Linked DNA regions of Sus scrofa: region 1 is linked to region 2. The links are chromatin contacts, called in public Hi-C maps. All regions are on one chromosome and are shown on one strand. Each heading gives the region's core, a stretch centred on a gene start, on an enhancer-like site or on the middle of the called end of the contact. The rest is flanking DNA. Distances are from core to core; before and after follow the strand shown. Region 1 holds the start of PAFAH2 (platelet-activating factor acetylhydrolase 2, cytoplasmic). Region 2 holds the start of STMN1 (stathmin 1).

What was found. A called contact is a pair of places that touch in the nucleus more often than the background predicts.
Region 1: a contact with region 2 is called in a Hi-C map of skeletal muscle, with 5 times the contacts expected there. The contact joins the promoter of PAFAH2 here to the promoter of STMN1 in region 2. A contact is called at or near these places in 4 of 5 promoter capture datasets (fetal liver, fetal skeletal muscle and liver), 38 of 47 Hi-C or Micro-C datasets (adipocytes, adipose tissue, alveolar macrophages and 19 more) and 2 of 2 datasets of contacts at active chromatin or transcription factors (alveolar macrophages and skeletal muscle).

The regions. Positions count from the first base shown.
Region 1 is chr6:83,445,582-83,449,070 of Sscrofa11.1, reverse strand. PAFAH2 (platelet-activating factor acetylhydrolase 2, cytoplasmic) reads left to right here and starts at 2,104. Exons shown (of 11, transcript XM_005665126.3): 1 at 2,104-2,362.
Region 2 is chr6:83,358,261-83,361,769 of Sscrofa11.1, reverse strand. STMN1 (stathmin 1) reads left to right here and starts at 1,435. Exons shown (of 4, transcript NM_001009582.1): 1 at 1,435-1,467; 2 at 1,952-2,124. The coding sequence starts at 1,455.

The DNA.
Region 1 (3,489 bases), core at 855-3,354, 87 kb before region 2:
CAGGAGTTTGGGCCCAAGGTAGATCTTCCTAACAGTGACAAAGGAGGTAAAGGAGGCTGTGACATTGCTGTCCCTGGGAAGTTTACAACTTAGTTGGCTAGGGAGTTCCTTGGTAGTCTAGTGGTTAGGATTCAGTGCTTTCACCGCTGTGGCCCAGGGTTATATCCTTGGTCTGGGAACTGAAACCCCACATCAAGCTGCTCCATGCTGCGGCCAAAAATACATAAATAAATAAAGACTAATCTTGATTGGCCAGTAAATGTCCCTGGCATGGCCTTGTCTGGGAGGGGAACAAACTCCAGCTGCCCCTCTCATGACTAGGAACTCTGGTTAATCATGAGTGTTCTGAGTCAGCTGCAGAGCACTGATTAATTAGCCAAAGAGAACCATCTCCGATTTGCACTAAGCTCTTTATGTTCTGTAGTCACCGACACCAAGCACAGCTTTAATTAAATCCAGGGTTTGATTATCACAGGGTACTGCTGCCATCACTCTTTCCTGATGACTTTATCTTGGCTTCTGGAAGGACAGTAGTGGTGACAGTGTGTCAGGAAGAGAGGACAGTCTAAAGTCTGGAGCATGGAATCCGGACCCTGGTGATTTGAGGGTAGATGGAGGGATCAGCTGTATGACTCAGCACCTGACCTTAAGGAGCTCACAACTTATTGGAGAGTTAAGGCCTCCCACCTGGTAGAAGATGCAAGGCGGTGTGAGGTAAGCACCTAGAGGGTGTAGAGGTGGTTTGGGACTGGAGCGGAATCAGAGAAGCTTCGTGGAGAGGTAGATTCCACGGAAGAACAGGATTAGACAGGCCACCAGGCAGGGCAGAGTGCCTAGTGGAGGGAAGAGCATGAATATAAGTGTGGAGGTAACAATAAGAACCTGATAGTCTTCTTTTTTTTTTTTGTCTTTTTGCCATTTCTTGGGCTGCTCCCCCGGCATATGGAGGTTCCCAGGCTAGAGGTCGAATGGGAGCTGTAGCCACCAGCCTATGCCAGAGCCACAGCAACGCATCTGTGACCTACACCACAGCCCACAGCAATGCCAGATCCTTAACCCACTGAGCGAGGCCACAGATCAAACCCGCAACCTCATGGTTCCTAGTCGGATTCATTTCTGCTGTACCACAACTAGGACTCCAGAACCTGCTAGTCCTGAGATTGGTGAGGAGGTGAACAGCTGGGGGTAGGGCAGAAGAGGGGCGATTCCTGGCAGAGAACACCACTGGCAATACTTCTGAGGAAGTAGGTGGGGGTCCAGGTTGGGGAGGACATTGAATGCCAAGCTAAGAAGTTAGTACTGCATTCAGTAGGTAGTAGGAAGCCTTTGAAAGTTTTTGAGCTGCTTGAATAATCCAGATTTCTTATGGAAGTTTACAAGGCTCCTGAGGATGTGGCCCTTCCTCCTCAGATATGACTCTTTATTCCATCCCGCATGCTCTGTGCTCCAGCTGGGGTGTAAAACATTCTTCACATTCTCAGTACCCCCGGTAAGTTCTATTCCTTCAGTTCTCAATTTTAACATTTCTGTAAAATCTCCAGGAAGCCGTGATAACACCGTTCCATTTCCCCAGGCCTGGGCAGGTGTTTCTTTACAAGAAGGCCCCCACAACCCCTTGGTTTTTCCCCATTAGAAAACGCACAGCACTGTGTAATTATTCATTTGTCCCAATCCTCTGCTGGACTGTGAATTCTTTTTAGGCTAGCGACAGTAACCTATTCACCATTGTGTCCCTAAGAACCGGCAAAGCGAGGATGGACGGAGGGGCTGGTGGGACAGCGCGGGATCTCTCAGGATCCTCTCAGTTCTGGCCATGCATTTCTGTAGGACAATGGAATATCACGTGTCAACAGGTACAGGTTGGTGGGGAATGTGCCCTGAATTTGAATGAGCAGTTTTATACTCTCACAGGAAGCAAAGTGGGGAACACAAAACAAGATCAGACTTATTCCCTGAGAATAAAAAAAAAGCTCCAGCTACCCTCAGACACACCCAGGGATTATTTGAGGAACAATTAGGCGGAGGGTTACTAACCGGAACTATAAACCGTAATCCTCCGCTCAGGCTTTCATAATCGACCACCAGGTGGAGGAATTGTACCGCATCCCGGCCTTGGGGTTGCGCCCAACGATGAGGGGGGCCGTGTGGAATTTTGGGGATTGTAGTCCTAGGGTCTTTATGGGCAATCTCGCGCGGTGCACCTCGGGAGTTATAGTTCCGGACAGAGGGGCGGGACACGTTTTTAAGCGCTAAGGTTGAGTTGTGGAAACTACAACTACCGAAGGGCCAGGGGCTCCGGGGCAGCGTCTCGATTCCGTTGAGGTGATAGTCTGGGCTGCTTCTGAGGGATCACCTTGACTGGGTAAGTTTGATTGGAGAAAACTTTTATTCTGAACTGAAGTGTCTGCGGAGTTTCTCATATTCCAGCCCGGTTTGGAGACTCCTCCTCTCAATCCTAGCAACTGCACATTACTTTCTGTTTCCTGTTGAGACACCTCGAGTATCCACCCGCATCCTTCATTCTCCCACTGTCATCTTGCGCTGTCACTCCCCCAGCTGCCCCGGAATCCCACGGTGAGCGGAGTCCACAGCCCCACCCTGAGCCCACGGCGTCACCCCTCTGAAACCTGGGCTTCCTTGTGCGCTGCCCCTTCTGTGTGCTTCATTCTTGCCCTAACTTTTCTGTTTTTCATGCTAGTGGAAGAAGGGTCACCATTCCTTCTCAATCCACGGAAGAGCCCAGGACTTAAAGTCAGCAGACCGGGGTTTGATTCCAGCTCTGCAGCTCTCTCGCAGTGTGACTGGGCTAATCATACGACTTCTCTGGGACTCACTCTCTTTGTCTGCCAAGTGGAGGTGACAGTTGCTCTCTCAGTCTTAGCTTGAGGCTGTCTTATGGAGCCAGTAGACTAATATGTGTGAAAGTGCTGTATAAACTGTAAAGCCTCCACAAGCGAGAGCGATCATTTTTATGATAATTATGAATGTTCTAGAATGCTCTCTTGGCTCCTTTTATAGTTCCGCCCCATTGTTGCTCAAACTTGCCATCGAGTGTTTGGCGGCTCCATTTTCTAAGAACAGGATGGTATTACTCACTCCCTCAGAGACCAAACTTCAGACTAATGAGCTTTAAGTCTCCAGAGAGCTTTGTCTGAAAGGAAGTCCCAGAGAAATGCTTATCTTGGACTCTGTCCTGAAATAGCCAGTGATGAAAAGTCCAGGCAGCTGGCAGAAGGGCGGTCCCTGTTCACTGGAAATGGGGCCCCACCAGGAGATGGACAGCTGCAGCGCAAGTCCTGTCCATTCCCTCTGGGCTCTTCTGGGCCTGTTTAGTAGACTCTGGTTTTGGTAGGAGTGTCTCAGGCCTGAAAAGGCTGGGAGGAAAGAAACCATTTTGTCAAAGGGTGTAATCCAGAAAAACCAGAAAAATCTGGGAGTGTGGGAGGGGGTATAAAAAAAAAGCTTGGCTGGGCCTGATGAGAGACATAG
Region 2 (3,509 bases), core at 186-2,685:
TGAACGAGCCCCTAGCGTTAGCCCCAGGGTACCATCTAGAAGACAATAGGGGGCGTAGGCTCTCGCCTTGCAGGTGCAGCCCCGCTGGGGTCCCCATTGTCTGAAGGGGGCGGGGCGGCGCCCCCAGGGAGCAGCGGCCTTAGGGCCAGACTCTGGGCGACCAGGGCCGCGCCCTCGCCGACTGACTGTGGGGCTGTTCCAAGAGGGTGACACCCCACGAGAGCTCTCCATTCTCGCGGCGGGGGGCGCAGACAGCTTGGGTGGCGGCAGGTTGGTTGGAAGCAAAGGAAAGAGGCGGCGAGCCGACGGCAGGACTACCCCACTGCCTTTTCCCGGGGACTGCTCCACCCGCCGAGCTGCACCCGGGATGGGGGCCACCTCAAGGTGTTTTTGGCGGGAGTAGGGAAGGGGGGCGTCTGCGCAGGGCGAGCCCGGGAAGGGCGGAGTTACCCGGATAGGACCGTTAGCCCCGCCCATCCCTCCCCTTCCCACGCGCGCGGGCTCGGGTGTTGTGAGTTCGGGGAGATTCGAAAAGGCGCGGGGAGGAAGGGGGCGGGGCCAGGGGCTGGTGTGCAGGGTGTGCTTTGATTGGCCGGGGGCGGCTGGCCGCTTTTCCTCTCCTGGACCAGGGCCACGCCCATCCTGGGGTTGATGTTGAGTCTAATGCTCCGCCGGGGTTAGATCGTTTCGCTGCTTCGGATTTTAAATTCCAGCTGCTGAGAACCTGTATTCCTACGTTTTTGGTACTAGCTTGGGGTTTACAAGATTCATGACCTAAAAAAAAATGAAGGGATGTAGAATTTTTCATGAGAAAATTCTACACAAACCATCAAATATTGTAATCTAAAACCTTGAGGTTCATAAAATTAGTGTTACCCGCTGTAGGACGAGGAGCTTAAACCGCAGGAACAATAGGCGTTCGACATTATTGGTTAATATTAGCTTGGGCGTTTTGTTTTACACCATGGCAGACACAGACAAAGCAGGGGTGGGTGTTCCATTTGCACAATGAGTTGTAGGCAGTGTTAAGATGGCTCCGGTCTCACTGTTGAGTTGAATCTGGAATATCTTCTCGCCAGGGAGGAAAGTTTAGAGTTTATTAGGGGAAGAAAAATCTTGTGATTTAAACCTTGTCTAGTTTTAAGAATCGAAGTGTGTTTTGTACAGGCAAGCTCAGTTAACTTGATCTTCTGCAACCAGCATTCTATTCAATTCAGGTTTCCCAGTGTTTGAGTATTTTATAGATAAAATTTTCTGGCTAATGATGTCTTATTTAATTTCACAGTAGTAATTTTTCTGGCCTTAATTTGTATGGATATGATTTGAAGTCCCTTTGAATTCATGACATAGAAATGCAAAAAATTTGATTGCGTGCTTTTGAAAATCATTTTCAGGGTTTTCCTTGCCAGTGGATTGTGTAGAATACACTGCCAGTCTCTTGTCTTCTATTCACCATGGCTTCTTCTGGTAGGTAATCTATTTGAAAAAGCTGAATTTGCCACGGGCTTCTAATTTGAGAATAGGAGATGGCTCAGGTCTTATGCCTTTAATTTGGCACTAGTGTTGTGGTCTTACTAAGAAATCTGTTTTATAAAGAAGAAAAAATTATTGTCACTTGAATGTACTGACAGCTCATAATTAATTGTTTCATTATTAGATGATTTGACTTGGCCTAAAGCATAATGTGGAGTTCTGCACAACTTTTTTTTGTTTGAGAAAATGATTGTCAAATACTGATGTCTCAGAATGGTGTTTATTAGCCCAAAAATGTTGAGCTTTGTTTTTCTGGGAGGTGTTTAGATAATTTCTTCCAATAAACACAGCTGCTTCATCAGCCCTAATTCTGTTCAGTAAATTGATTTGGTTTTTAGAAAATAGAACAGCCTATTAGAACAGGAAAACTATTTTTCTGAGTGTGTTATAAATATGATATAAAAATCATAAAATCCAGATATCCAGGTGAAGGAGCTGGAGAAGCGTGCCTCAGGCCAGGCTTTTGAGCTGATTCTCAGCCCTCGATCAAAAGAATCCGTCCCAGAATTCCCCCTTTCCCCTCCAAAGAAGAAGGATCTTTCCCTGGAGGAAATTCAGAAGAAATTAGAAGCTGCAGAAGAAAGACGCAAGGTAAACATCAGTTCACAGAAAGCAGGGTATTTTTTTAATGTAATGTGGCAAATCTGTTTTATTTCCATAACAAGAGGAAAACAGAATTGTGGCTAGATATGCCAGTGGGAGGAATAAATACCAGTTATCATTTACTGGGCTCCTGTTACACGTACCCTCTCCTGTACTCTCATTGTCCTCCTTTTCTGCAGTGACGCTGGAGAGTAGGTGTGCTCTGAAAGACCAGATTAGAAAATGGTCTTGGGAATGTAAGTCATTTTCCCAAGTCATATAGCTAGTGAGTGTCGGAGCCAGAATTCACACCCAGGTCTGTCTGAAACCAAAGTTCATGCTTCTCATGCTTTCTCTTTGAAAAATAGATTTGTTGGTGGAAGATTCTTTTTTTCTTTTTGTCTCTATGTTTTGGGGTTTTGATATGTTTTTTGGGTTCGTGTGTGTGTGTGGTTTTTTATTTTGTTTTGTCTTTTGAGACCTGGACAATAAAAACATTTTAAATTGCTAGTAATGTGATTGTGTTGCTCAGCTGGCTCACTGATATCGTGACAGCTCTTTTCCTTTTTTTTTTTTTTTTAGGGCCGAACTCGTGGCATATGGAATTTCCCACGCTAGGGGTTGAATTGGAGCTACAGCTGCCAGCCTACGCCACAGCCACAGCAATGTGGGATCTGAGCCGTGTCTGCGACCTATACCACAGCTCACAGCCGGATCCTTAACTCCCTGAGCGAGGCCAGGCATTGAACCCGCATCCTCATGGATGCTAGTCGGGTTCGTTACCCGCTAAGCACAATGGGAACTGCTAGCTCTTCTCTTTTCTAAGCACCTCTGTTATAAAGTAGCCATCTAAACACTGATCGGAAAAGTCAGCAAACGTTAATGTGCTTGTTATAGAAAAATTGAGAACCACAGAAGTTTATAAATAGGAAATTAAAAGTATTCATTATCCTCCTTCACAGAAATAACTGTTGTTAACCTTTTGGTGTATTTCCCTCTATTTAGTGTTATTCTATTCATTAAGAACTTTACATAAATTTTCATTTAGTCCCCCCTTCCAATAACCCTGATTGAAGTAAGTGGTTTAATTTTTAAATTAGTGGGATGAAGGAGTAGTAACCTGCCTGCTACCAACACAGCTAGTGCTTTGAAGTCTGGTACATTTAAACCACACACACACATTTGGGTCCCTTTTTAAGCTGCTGTAGCACGTACTGTGCATCTTTCAGTGCCACATGTTTTATGTATGTGCGCTGACCCACTGTCAGCACTGAATTACTTCCCCAGGAAGAGGCTGTTTGGAGTGGTGCTTCATCTCCTACCTGCTCTGCTGTTTAGTGTGAGTTGGTGGAGTTTGATGATGAAATTCACATAGTTTGAGTTCATGGAAGAGA